Linked DNA regions of Mus musculus: region 2 is linked to region 1. A link is a contact called in public HiChIP or PLAC-seq data. All regions are on one chromosome and are shown on one strand. Each heading gives the region's core, a stretch centred on a gene start, on an enhancer-like site or on the middle of the called end of the contact. The rest is flanking DNA. Distances are from core to core; before and after follow the strand shown. Region 1 holds the start of Trim46 (tripartite motif-containing 46). Region 2 holds the start of S100a3 (S100 calcium binding protein A3).

Region 1 (6,331 bases), core at 48-2,547:
TCGGCATCATGTTTGGGAGAGGTTTAAAAAAAAAAGAGTCCAGTTAACTATTGAGTTTCACTTACTCTCAGGGAAGATTTTTGCTTGGAAGCCTTTACCAAAGACCAGATTCTCCAGATTATTGAAGGCCTGGGTGATGTAATTAAGGAGAAACTCACGCAACAAGATAGGAAGTAGAGGGACTGCAAAGCCCTTGCCACCCACTCCCGCCCATGTTCTGTTCATACACCCCCGCCTCCCCTTCCAGCGCGAGGAAGATACAGTCAGGGAGAAGACGAAAAGGCCGGAGCCCAGCAGGCCCCCCTGAATGGTGAGCCACTCGGTGGAGGCCAGCTGGCGGCTGTAGATCTGCATGCCAGCGAAGAGCAGCAGGGACAGGAGGGAGGACAGCGCCAAGGAGGTCCCGGTACCGACTACTATAAATGAGAAAAAGAGTCAGGCTAAGATTCAGGCAGATTCACTCCGGAGCTTGGCTCACCAACCACTTCCAAGTGACCCAGCCCCCACCCCACAGCGACCTCCAGGAACCACCCGGCCCTGCACACCCAAGTTCCCGCCTGTCCGGAGGAAATGCTAGTTCCCAGGACACGTCAGCTTTACCGAGGCTACGGAGAAAAGAGGACCACCCCAACGCCCACTCCCGCTAGAGCAGCCCGGGCATCCCGCCGGTGCGGTTACCCATCACGCCCCGTCCGTGGTCCAATCCGTGTCCCTGGAGAAAGAGGGGAGCCAAAGCCGGCGCGGTTGTCTGTACGCAGGCGTCGGGGCCAACGTGGACTTGCTTTACTTCTTCCTCTACGCGCCTTGGGTGCAGCGCCCTCTTGTGGCAAGGAGGAAATAATGCTTCTAAGAGCATTCTAGGCCACCGCCCTGCTTGGTCTCCAGCCTTCTGTAGCCAAGGCATCTGCTGTCTCTCTGGACAAGCTGCACTCATCTTTCAGTCATGATCCCATGGCCTAGAGTCACCTGTGCCTTCATTGCTATTCATGTCATCTCCCGTACAACTTCCTCAGACCTCCCTGACCCACTATAATTGCCTCAACAACTCCCGAAGATATGTGCCACCCAAGATGTAGCACCGTCCACCTGGAGTTGTTCTTCTGAAACGAGCTTCGTGCTTTATGTGAGTAGTATGACCAGGAATCGATGCAAGCTTCTAATAGGAGGAATGGTTCCTACCTCAAATACCCTCCATGTTACCCACCCCCTAGACCGCCTTTGGAGAACCACGTGGGAAGAACTATTTCCCACCCCCTACCTCGACGGACGCAGTTCGAAGCTAGTCCCTGGAGCATGCGCAGTGACATCTCACCCTCCCCACCCCTCCCTTCACCCCACCCGGCTCCTGCATTAAGCCCCGGGTTCGCAGCAGCAGCCAGGATCGGGCACCCGGGGGCGGGCGGGCACAGTAGGGCCATGGCTGAGGGTGAGGATATGCAGACCTTCACTTCCATCATGGATGCACTAGTCCGCATCAGTGTGAGTTAAGGTGGGGTCAAGGGGAAGGGAGGGGATGTAAAGGGTCGGGGCAAGCCAGACCCTTGAACAGGTGGGGGTCCAGGAAGAATATGGATTATAGAGAAGGGATTAGTTAAGACAGAAATGACTGGGAGGGCGGAGACGCAAGTGTGGAGGGATCCTGGGGACAGCCGAGTGGTGAGACTCCCGTTTGCTGGGGTGTAGGCAGCGAGAAGCTGCCCGGACCCAGCGGGTAGGCTTGGGGTAGCTGCCAGGCGTGCACCAGGGCTATGAGAAGGGGCATGTGTGAGCTTGGATGTTTTCCAAGAAACTGAGGACAGGTGTGGCGGGGGGTGGGGTGGGGTGATGAAAAAACCGCTCCTGGGTGCAGTTCCCAATTTGGACCCCTCCCGACCACCCCCCCTACCGCCCCCAACCCCCCCCCCCGCTAGCTGCCGTGCAGCCTCCCGTTGCCATGGTAACCCGTGCCCGTCTCTCCCAGAGGCGGTGCCAACCCTGCTCCCCCCCACCACTTCCTTCCCCCTCCCTCCCTCTCCCTCCCTCCTTTGTGTCAGCTGCGCCCCTGACCGGGATGGCTGCGAAGAGAGGGACCAAGGTGAGGTGTGGGGGTGGGGAATAGCCAGAAGACCCCTCACCAAAAGGGGGAGGGATACTTCCGGTGGGGAGGGGGCAGGTAGGCGGGGCGCTCCTTCCTCCCCCACCCTAGATTGAGCAAAGGGTTGAAACAGGCCGAATTTCTCCACCAGACTGGGTCTGATAGCTCTAGTATAGAAGGCAAAGAGAGATGGGTTGATTTGGGGAGACTGGAAGAAATAGAATTGAAGAATGGAGGATGGGTGCTGGGGCGCCGGCCAGTGCCCAGCCGGTTCAGAGAGCTAGCGCACCCTGGCCGCGGGGAGCAGTCATGCGTCTAAGGGTTGCTAGAGAAAGGGGCGGGGGACAACACCCAGCTGTAGAATGGGTGGTGCCCTTGAAATAAATGCTATTAATCCAGAGATGGAGGGATGGAGACAGGTGAGGCGGGAGGACTGCCTGCCAGCACTGCTGCAGCGGGAGTGATGGGGGTGGGGCGCGATGGTGGGGGAGGCCAGAGCTCCAACTGTACCTTCTTGGTGGACCTTAAGCTCCCCAAGAGGGGCGCTGAAGCAGGAGACAGAGAGCTGGGGAGGTGTGTGAACCAACGAAGGCGGGTACTGGGCCAAAGCAGTAGGTAGCTTGTGCTGCCCTTCCTGGCAGCCAAGGGACCGGGCTGAGATTTGCCCAAGTGTCCTAGCTCTCACACAACCTCCTGGTCCCTCCACAGACAAGCATGAAGAACATGGAGAAGGAACTGCTGTGCCCAGTGTGCCAAGAGATGTACAAGCAGCCACTAGTGCTGCCTTGTACCCACAACGTGTGCCAGGCCTGTGCCCGGGAGGTTTTGGGCCAGCAGGGGTACATAGGCCATGGTGGGGATCCGAGTTCGGAGCCCACTTCTCCTGCTTCCACCCCTTCTACCCGCAGCCCCCGCCTCTCTCGGAGAACTCTCCCCAAGCCAGATCGCTTGGACCGGCTCCTTAAGTCAGGTGGGGCTGGGGCCTGTGGGATGGGGTGGGGATGTAGAAAGATGGAAGAGGGTCAGGGGCATCTGTCTGTCATTCTGGGGTGGAGCTTCTTACTGCTTGTCTGAAATTCTAATGAGAGCTGATCTCTGGCGCAATGAAATTAATTCCACGTTTTAATTGATCAGATGTCACCCACCCCAGCCAGCTGTAATTCTCACCTGTGCCTCCTGGGTCCATCTACAGGCTTTGGGACATACCCTGGGCGGAAGCGTGGTGCCTTGCACCCCCAGACGATCCTATTCCCGTGCCCAGCCTGCCAAGGCGATGTGGAGCTGGGGGAGAGGGGCCTTTCCGGGCTTTTCCGAAACCTGACCCTAGAGCGAGTGGTGGAGAGGTACCGCCAGAGTGTGAGTGTGGGAGGAGCCATCCTGTGCCAGTTGTGCAAGCCCCCACCACTAGAGGCCACCAAGGGCTGCACAGAGTGTCGAGCTACCTTCTGTAACGAATGCTTCAAGCTCTTCCACCCCTGGGGCACTCAGAAGGCGCAGCATGAGCCCACGCTACCCACTCTTTCATTCCGCCCCAAGGTGAGCCAGTTCTTGCGGGGGTCTGAAGTGGGAGGGGCTACAGTGGTGCTGAACCAGAGGTTGGAGATGACTGGCATGTGGGGTTCTAAAGAGGGCTAGGTAAGGTTTTGTGTGTGTGTGTGTGTGTGTGTGTGCGCGTGCGCGTGCGCGTGCACGTGTGAGACAGGGTCTTAGAGCTGGAGAGAGGCAGCTCTCTGATTAAGAGCTCTTCCAGAGAATCACATTTGTTTCCCTGTAATTGCAGCTCCAGGGGTACATCACCTCTGGCCTCTTCTGTCTCCTGCACTTACATGCACATTTCTACACATAGACACATACACATAATTCAAAATAAAATATTAAGAAAAAAAAACAGGACAGTGCTTTGCCATATAGCCCAGGCTAGCCTTGAACTCATGGAAATCCCATTTTCTCGGTTTCCTGAGCACTAGAATTACGGACACGCACCGTCAGATCGGGCTGTCTATCAGTCCGTGTCTCTAACATCCACTAAACAGAAGATTCAACATCTATGGGACTCTCATCTCACCAGCTGCATAGAGATGAGAGAATCTACTCTGCTGTAACTATACCTGCAGGACTGTTGATAGGATCACAGGAGATGTTCGTTATCTGGCTAAGCATGGTGGCGCATGCCTGAGCCCCCAACACTTGGAAGGGTAAATAAAGAGACTTGGAGGTTAAAGGCCAGCCTGGGTACACAGGAAAACTCTGCCTCAGAAAAGTTGTTTATTAACAAAAAAAAAAAAAAAAGTTGTTTCTATGCAGGATGCTTTTCTAGGAATTGGGCGCAATGGTGAACAAAGGTGAACTCTATCACCATTGTTATACTATGAACTTAGGAAGTAAATGAAGGAGCAGTGCTAGGCCATGGCCTGGTCAGCTCACAAATGCTTTAATGCCTAGTGTTCACCATTGGGTGGCGCTAGGGAGCACAATAACTGGTTCGCTATTTCCACTTCCTTCTCATCTGACTGCTGGAGATGACCGGCAAGCAATTGCTGGTAGATCAGCATCCTTACACACACAAGTGGCTGACTGTTTCATTATTTTTTGCATCCCTAGGGTCTGATGTGTCCAGACCACAAGGAAGAGGTGACCCACTACTGTAAGACATGTCAACGACTGGTGTGCCAACTCTGCAGAGTACGGCGTACCCACAGTGGGCACAAGATCACACCAGTGCTCAGTGCCTACCAGGCCCTCAAGGTAAAGACCCCTTACCTCCTCAGCCCTAGCGCCAACGCACACCACCACACACCTCCTACTGACTTGCTTCTTGCAGAGCCAGGATGATGCCCACCTCTTTCTTTGCCCTTAGGATAAGCTAACAAAGAGCCTGGCATACATCTTGGGAAACCAGGACACTGTGCAGACCCAGATTTGTGAGCTGGAAGAGACCATCAGGCACACTGAGGTGAGGAAGGGCATGGACGTGCGCCTTCAGTCCCTCGTGGGTGGCCATGTCCCATTGTCTTACTGCCAGTTCAGAGCCCACAGGAGGAGGGTGTGTGTTGGTGGAGGCTCTGGTTAAACTTCATTGGCAAGAACACCAGTACTCTGGGTTGGGCTGGAGCTGGGGCTGCAGGGAGCGTAGGAGGGCAATAGCTGGGGGCTAAGGAGCTCAAATATACTTAGATTCAACATGAGCACAACCATGAAGCTAGGGGTGGGGAACAAGCACCTTCTGTTGGGTTGTCTGAATTAGCGGGCAGTGCAATGGATGGTGGTGATGGCACAGTCACCAGTGTGCTGCAGCTAGTGGTCCACACGTGGACATTAGTGCAGTCGTGGCGTGGCCTTTCTTATTTGAGTGAGATATAAAAAGATTAAGACTATGAAAGAGCTAGGGTAAAATATGAGCAGTTAGTGTAATGGTGATTTCAAGTTGCAGTTGCTGGACAAACTGTAGGCTCAGAAAGGGCAGTTACTGCATTTTCTGACATGTATCCAGATAGGCGGGTATTTTGGAAAAGGCCCTCCTTCACACACTGAGGCCCCAGCACAGTCTTGTTTGACGGATCCTGGAAACTAGGGCTGCGATGTATTCAAATGACCAGCTATTTAAAGGAGCTCTTAACGTCCACTAGTTTTTAGCCTTTCCCTGTTTGTCTCTTAGCAACATGGTTAGGATCGACTACTCCAGCCCGTAAATCCACGTATCCCATCATTTCTTCACAAATACAGTGCCCTGGAATGGACGGGGCCTGTGGTGGGGCAGTGTGCATCTCCATCATGGGGGGGGGGGGGAGCACATGAGGGCTGGAGAGACGAGTCAGTGGCTAAGAGCACCTACTGCCTTTGCAGAGGACCCAGGGTCAGTTCCAGCAACTACAAGGCAGCTCATGATCACCTGGAATCTACTCCAGGGGCTCTGATACCATCCTCTGGGCTTCACACACACACACAATCTCATATACACATACACACACACAAATGAAATAGATATTTTAAAGTAAAAAAATATGTTGAAAGAGTAGGCATACCTTTTGCTGCATTAGTACATGGTCAAGGCCCAAAGTCCCCACAACAATAAAACACAAAAATGGCTGGCAAAATTAAATAAAAAAAAAAGTTAAAAACGTAACTGCAGTGGTTTGGTGAGATGGCTCAGTGATTAAGAACACTGGCCGCTCTTACACAGGTCCTGAGTTCAATTCCCAGCAACCACATAGTGGCTCAAAACCACCCATAAAGGGATCTGTTGCCCTCTTCTGGCAT
Region 2 (6,055 bases), core at 514-3,013, 1.4 Mb before region 1:
CCTAGGCCACGATTTGCAGAGTCCAAGTGGGGAGAGATATGAGGTGCTCACCGGCGTCCAGGTGGGCAGCTCCTTCTGCAACAACTCCTTGAGCTCCGACTGGCAGATCTTGTATTTATCCCCACAGCGCCCTGCATACTCCTGGAAGGTGCACACGATGGCAGCTACTGCCTGCTCCAGGGGCCGGGTCATCCTCACTGTCACAAAACAAGGGTATGACTCGCAAGGAATCAATTCACCTCCCCGCTGTGCCTGTTGTGATTTTTCTAGACAGAAGTTTCAGTTCCCTGACATCACCATAAATTCCTCAGGAGCAGAATATCTACCACCTTCACCCCAACTGGGAGCCTCCCTCTGACTCTGACTCCCTCCCATCGTTTCCCATCACAACACCTGGGAATTCTCAGTCTTTTATTGGGCACCATTCCATGTGATGCTGCCCTTGATCCTAGAAAGCCTCTGCCTTTTGGAGACCTGGAGCGTCATCCTGTAAGAGCTTGCACAGGAAGCCCTGCCCAGGGCTTCTTTGTCCAGATCCTGGTGAGGCTAATGCCAGAGGCAGTGGTGAGGCCTGACAGGACCCCTCCACCTCACTATGCCTCCTACCCTGAACTCAAAGAAACTGCAATTGAGGACCCTCATTCTATTGTGCACTCTGAAGCCCTGAGCGAACTGTTTCTCTCTGGGTCTCAGTTGTCTTATCTGCAAAGTGGGATAATCTAGCCTCACAGGCCTAGTCAGAAACATGGACCAGGTGGCGTCTGCAGAGTCCACCAGTTCATACATAGATCTACTCATCTATGACCTACTCCATCCTTTAGCTATCCTCCCATCCCCCGGGGGACCTCAGAAGGCTTTGAGAAGAGTCCCCCACTGAGATGGAAGGGAAACACTTCCTAGAATTCCTTCCTTCACCCCACATCTATTGTCCCCTTCCATTGCCCATGCAGCCTGGGCGAACCCTGGGCTGGCAGGGAGGCAATGGAGTTGTTTCCATGTGAGTCCAATGACTCACTCCTGACTCCCTCGGGGGACTAGAGTCCTCCAACACAGGGTAGCCAGAGCCAAGACTCTTCCTGGTGAGTTCCCTCTATGGGGAGCAAATAGCTAGCAAGACTGTAGCTGGCAGGAAAGTAGGAGAATGGGGCTGAAGTGTCAAGCATTATGGGGGTCTAATTCTCTGTGATAGCCTGGCACTGCAGCAAGGATCCATGTTCCCAGAAGAGGAAAGCACCATGATCCTTGGAGAGGAAAGAGGGGTGATCCCAGGAGCTCGGCTCCTCTGAGCCCTTCTGATTCCTCCCAGCCTGCCTGGCGCCACTTCAGTTGCTATTTCAGAAGCACAGGGCTTGAAGACTCAAAGGAATCCTCTCTTCTCCTGCAGCCCTGGCCTGTCCCAACTCGTCCCCAGGAATGAAGCAAAGAGTCAAGGAGCAAAAGCACGGAGCTCACTAAGGGCTACCCCAGAAGCATAGCTGGCTACTGTCCCCCCCACATCAGTACAAGATCGTGGCTGGGCACACTACCCAAAACAAACTTCCTTACAGCTCCTTAGTGTACAAGGGACCCTCTGAGTCCCCATCACCTGCTCACATCAGCTTTCTGCTCCCATATCCAGACCCTGTCTCCAGGAACAGGCTACCTGTTGAGGGCTTTCTGAGCTGCCCCAACTCCGAGCCCAATGCAGTTCCCAAGCAACCATACTCACCACTGCTGCTGTTGCTTCAGCTGTAGGAGCCTACCAACTGGGTGTCCCTATTTGTAGCCTCTCGAGAGATGAAGGGAGCAATTATAAGGACCCAAGTAGGTCAACGCTGAGGCTGCCCTCAGGGTCCCCTGCCTCCATCCCTCAGTAGCCTCTATTACAGGCCCACCGCCCACCTAGCAACGCACACATCAAAGACCCAGTCAGAGTCTCAGGCACCGCTCCCCTACTCATTCCCCCCTCTGCCCTTCCCCAAAGCTGGGAACTGGTAACAGCTTCCTGCTTGCATCTTCCAGCTACACACATCCCTCTACTGAGCTCTTTATTGTGAAGAGACCAAGAATACAAAATGGGGACACATCTTGGGCTCTCTTAGGGTGTACCTCCAGAGAGTATCTGTGCAGGGGAGACCTTGGGAGCATCTGGCTAAGGCTCCTATTTACAGGTGAGGAGTCTGAGGCCATGGAACACCCTCTCTGCCCAGCCTCCAGAGCACTGAGTGTTGGGTGGCCTTTGACTGTGAATTGCTTATTTCGCTGGAGGAAAGGAGGTATTTTTGAAGCCTAGAGAGAAGGCTGTTCTCTGAGGCAGCCACCAGCTGTCAGGGCTTGAACTTTCTTGCCTTTCTGCTCCAAGTGATAATGGATGAACTTGGGTCACAGATTCATGAGAAAGCTGGCATGTCCCCAAGCTCCAGAGCTCACAAGGTTCCACTGTTGTGTTCTGTGCTGGGGCGAGTGACTTTCCAGGCAGTCCTGGGGCAGAGTGTTCGTTTTTTGGCTTAAGCATATTACCCCATGGGGTTCCAGGATCAAGTCTCTACTTATCACCTCTGTGAGCCCTGGGCTTCATCTTGTGTCTTTTCCCCCAAATCATCAAACCCAAATTTGAGAGTGGGTATGGCCAGAGCCCTCAGGGTGCCCGCCCTGCTCAGCTTCACAGACTTTGCCATCACTTGAGGTTTTCGGTTTTGTTTTTGTTTTTTAAACAAGTTTTTATTTGTTTGGTTTGGTTTATTGTTGTTTTAAAGATCTGATTTTATTTTGAAAGATTGTAATTTATTTTCCCTTATGTGTCTGTCTGTGAGTGTTGTCTGTATTAGTGCAGGTACCTATAAAGGCCACAGGCACTGAGTCCCCACAGAGTTGGGGTTACAGATAGTTGTAAGCCCCCTGATGTGGGTGCTGAGAACCAAATCTGGGTCCTCTGCAAGAACAGCAAGTACTCTTAACCTCTGGGCCATCTCTCCAACCACAGAGGAACTCGTTTTGTTTGTTGAGACAGAGTCTCTCTACATAGCTATCTCCTGGCTATCCTGGAACTCACTCTGTAGACCAGGCTGACCTTAAACTCACAGAAATCTGCCTGCCTCTGCCTCCCAAGTTCTGGGGTGAGAGGTGTGCACCACCATGTCTGGGCTTAATTCCTTGTTGGTCTTTGATGTTTGAACTTGATCATTTTAATTCTGCCTGGCATTTCTGGCTATTCTTTGTTTTCCCCTGCCATTCTTAGCTGGCATGGGGGAGACCACCACTGACCAGACATGGAAATACCCTCCTGCTGCTTCTCTGTTCTCTCCCACCCCAAAGCTTCTCCATTCCACAAGAAAAAAAAAAAAAAAAAAAACACAACACCCAGAAGAATACAGGAAGGAGAAGAGAAACCTGGCTTCCTGGCCAGTGACAAAAAACCTCATGCCTGTATGGCCCTCACCCTGGGCTCGGTACCCAGCTTTGTCTGGGACACAATCTCCTCTTCGAGGTTGCCAGGCTGTGGATGAGGGGAGTGGGCAATGGAGGCAGAAGGAAGTATGAGTTGTGATTAACTCTGTTTTATTGGCAAGGAGTTATGAGCAGTCTGAGACACAGGACGGAGAGGGTCACATGGCCGCAGAAGGAGGGGCCAGAGTAGACCAACAATTAATTTGCTTCTAGGTCAATGACTTAATCTCATCTGTGTTAAGCCTCTGCTACCAGCTACCTTAAGCATGTCATCTCTGCTCTTGTGACCTGATTTTCCTCATTGATGGAAATAAAAATAGTAACCATCTCATAAGGCTCTTGTGGAGTTTGAGTTAGCACAAGCAAGGCTCATGGAATAAACACTGCTAAAATACAGTGAAGGCTTGGTAAATGTTAACTCCGAGAGGTAACAACTTGCCCGGAATCATATGACTAATGAGTGGCAGGCTTGCTAGTCACTGTTTATACAAGTAATTAGAGGCACTGATACTAGGCATCGGGGGTATAGCATAAACAAAACAGACACAGTCCCTCTCAAGGGAGATGACAATCTAGTGGGAGAAACAGACAATAACAAAGGAATGTTTAATAGGCTGGACGAGCCCAGCAGCCTGGCTCCTGAGCCCACTTTCTTATCCAACAGCCCTTCACGTTTTTGGGCACAGCCACAGCCCCTGAGAACACAGCTTCTCTGTCCACCGAGAGAAAGCTGGGAGAGGCCTAGAGGCATGCCTTGTTGGAGACATGGAGTTGGAGAATGCACATGGAAAGAATGCTTAATTGGGCCTTCACTTAGAACTCCACCCCACCTCAGCACCTAACTTCACCATGTCTGCACTTTACCTTGTTAGAGACTTAATTTCCTATCTCAAAGATTCCTACCGTAAGAATCCTAAGTATTGCCATATATGGGGGAACATGTATTTTATCCCAGCACTTAAAAGGCAGAGGCAAGCAGATCTTGGTGAGTTCAAGTCCAGCCTAGTCTACATAGCAAGTTTCAGGCCAGTAAGAGCTATGTAGTAAGACCTTGTCTCAGAATTTTTTTTTTTTTTGCAAATACATTTTGCTACTAGTTATTGTGGCAATGTGAGTGCTCTGGACTCTGAGTTCAATTTAATATGAGTTTCCCTGGATTACTGGGGGGAAGGGGTTAGACCCCATCCTTCCTCACCAGGTCATCTTGCCCACTTTTGCCTCCATAAAGATGATAGCAATGACTCTAAACTCTCTTCCCTTGTACCAACCCCACCCCCCCCAAAAAAAGAACAAAGTTTCTGGAATCTTCCTGCCCTATTGAAGTTTCCAGACTCTTCCCTAAATCCTTTTTCTGCAGTGGTCCCAGTGCACAGCAGAGGACCCCAGTTCCAAGGCCTGGACTAGAGCTATCTTCCATCTTTCTTGCTCTTTCCTGTCCACATGCTCCATTCCCACCCTTAGGCTGAGCCTAGGACCATGGCTTCTCACTTTGCATAACTAACTCCCTGAGGACAGGAGAGCTGACCGCTGGAAAATGTGTCGTGGCTGGAGACTGAGAAGCTTGGCCTCAAGTGTGCAAAGGGTGAGCACAGATGCTAGCCGATCTGGCCGGACTTCTTACAAGCTAAAGCTCTGACTCTCCTCACTATCACCACCATCGCCTACGATCCCTGGAAAATACATCACCCTTCTAAAGGACAGCATCTGCTCTTGCACCTCAAGGGGAAAAATAAGATAGGGTGTCCCAAGGATCTGGACACACTATTTACTTCTGGCAAAAGGTCCTAAGCCCTTTGTCTAGAGTAACCACCCATATCCAATAGCCCCAGGAGGCTAAATTAACTTAACTGAAACAATAGACATCCTTTCTGATCTTCTGAGCCATGTATGGAGAACATTTGGAAAGGGGTATCTGATTACTGAGGCCAGTGAGGAAGCTAGAGTCAGAACTGAAGCTACAGTATTGGAACTGGGAGGTGAAGAGAGAATCTAAACCAAGAGCCTGCAGAGGTTAGACCTATCACTTGCTTTGACAACCAAGCTGTGTCCATTGCACAGATGAGAAGAGTGGGTTGGTGGAGAGATGAAGTGTCCCACATGGGAACTGTAGGGTACCAGCTCACTCCATCTTCTCAGAACCCATGACTGAGTGCCGTGTGGGTTATGAGAACCGAGCTCAGTTCCTCTGCACAAACAGTACATGCTCTTAAGTGTGGCGCCATTTAATTCTAGCTTTGCTGGCTCCTAGTTGACTTTGAACATCAGTAGCTCTGGAGGTGATGAGCTGGGCAGGTCTTGTGCTAGTGCGACTGACATCTCTGATGTTTGGTTTAAAATGATAGAAGCCACATAGGGTACTTTTCAAGGTCTTACTTGAAAGCCACTTTACTGACCTTCCAGCCCACAAGAGTGTCTAATGGATAGCTAAAACACGATGAGATTGAGCTTGGCACTGCTTGCCTGTTCTCTTAGAACAAGGAAAGCTGAACCAGGGTGATTGCTGAAGATTTGAGCACAACCTAGGTTTCATAGCACAACCCTGGGCTCTAGCAATAACTACGAGTAAAAACGCTAGGGATTTCCACCATTTGTGCTTGTCTCCTTTGCTACCTTAACCTTTGGGTCAGTT

Evidence for each region. HiChIP or PLAC-seq counts read pairs in DNA pulled down with a chosen protein or histone mark.
Region 2: an HNF4G HiChIP or PLAC-seq map of pancreatic cancer cells shows a contact between it and region 1. The contact joins the promoter of S100a3 here to the promoter of Trim46 in region 1. A contact is called at or near these places in 1 of 39 promoter capture datasets (pre-B cells) and 1 of 115 datasets of contacts at active chromatin or transcription factors (pancreatic cancer cells).

The regions. Positions count from the first base shown.
Region 1 is chr3:89,240,863-89,247,193 of GRCm38.p6, reverse strand. It overlaps Trim46 (tripartite motif-containing 46), which reads left to right and starts at 1,297. Exons shown (of 10, transcript NM_183037.2): 1 at 1,297-1,479; 2 at 2,783-3,044; 3 at 3,267-3,610; 4 at 4,676-4,819; 5 at 4,932-5,027. The coding sequence starts at 1,417. Krtcap2 (keratinocyte associated protein 2) reads right to left here and starts at 756. Exons shown (of 5, transcript NM_025327.3): 1 at 679-756; 2 at 262-416; 3 at 66-129. The coding sequence starts at 682.
Region 2 is chr3:90,595,922-90,601,976 of GRCm38.p6, reverse strand. It overlaps S100a3 (S100 calcium binding protein A3), which reads right to left and starts at 1,763. Exons shown (of 3, transcript NM_011310.3): 1 at 1,709-1,763; 2 at 52-197. The coding sequence starts at 192.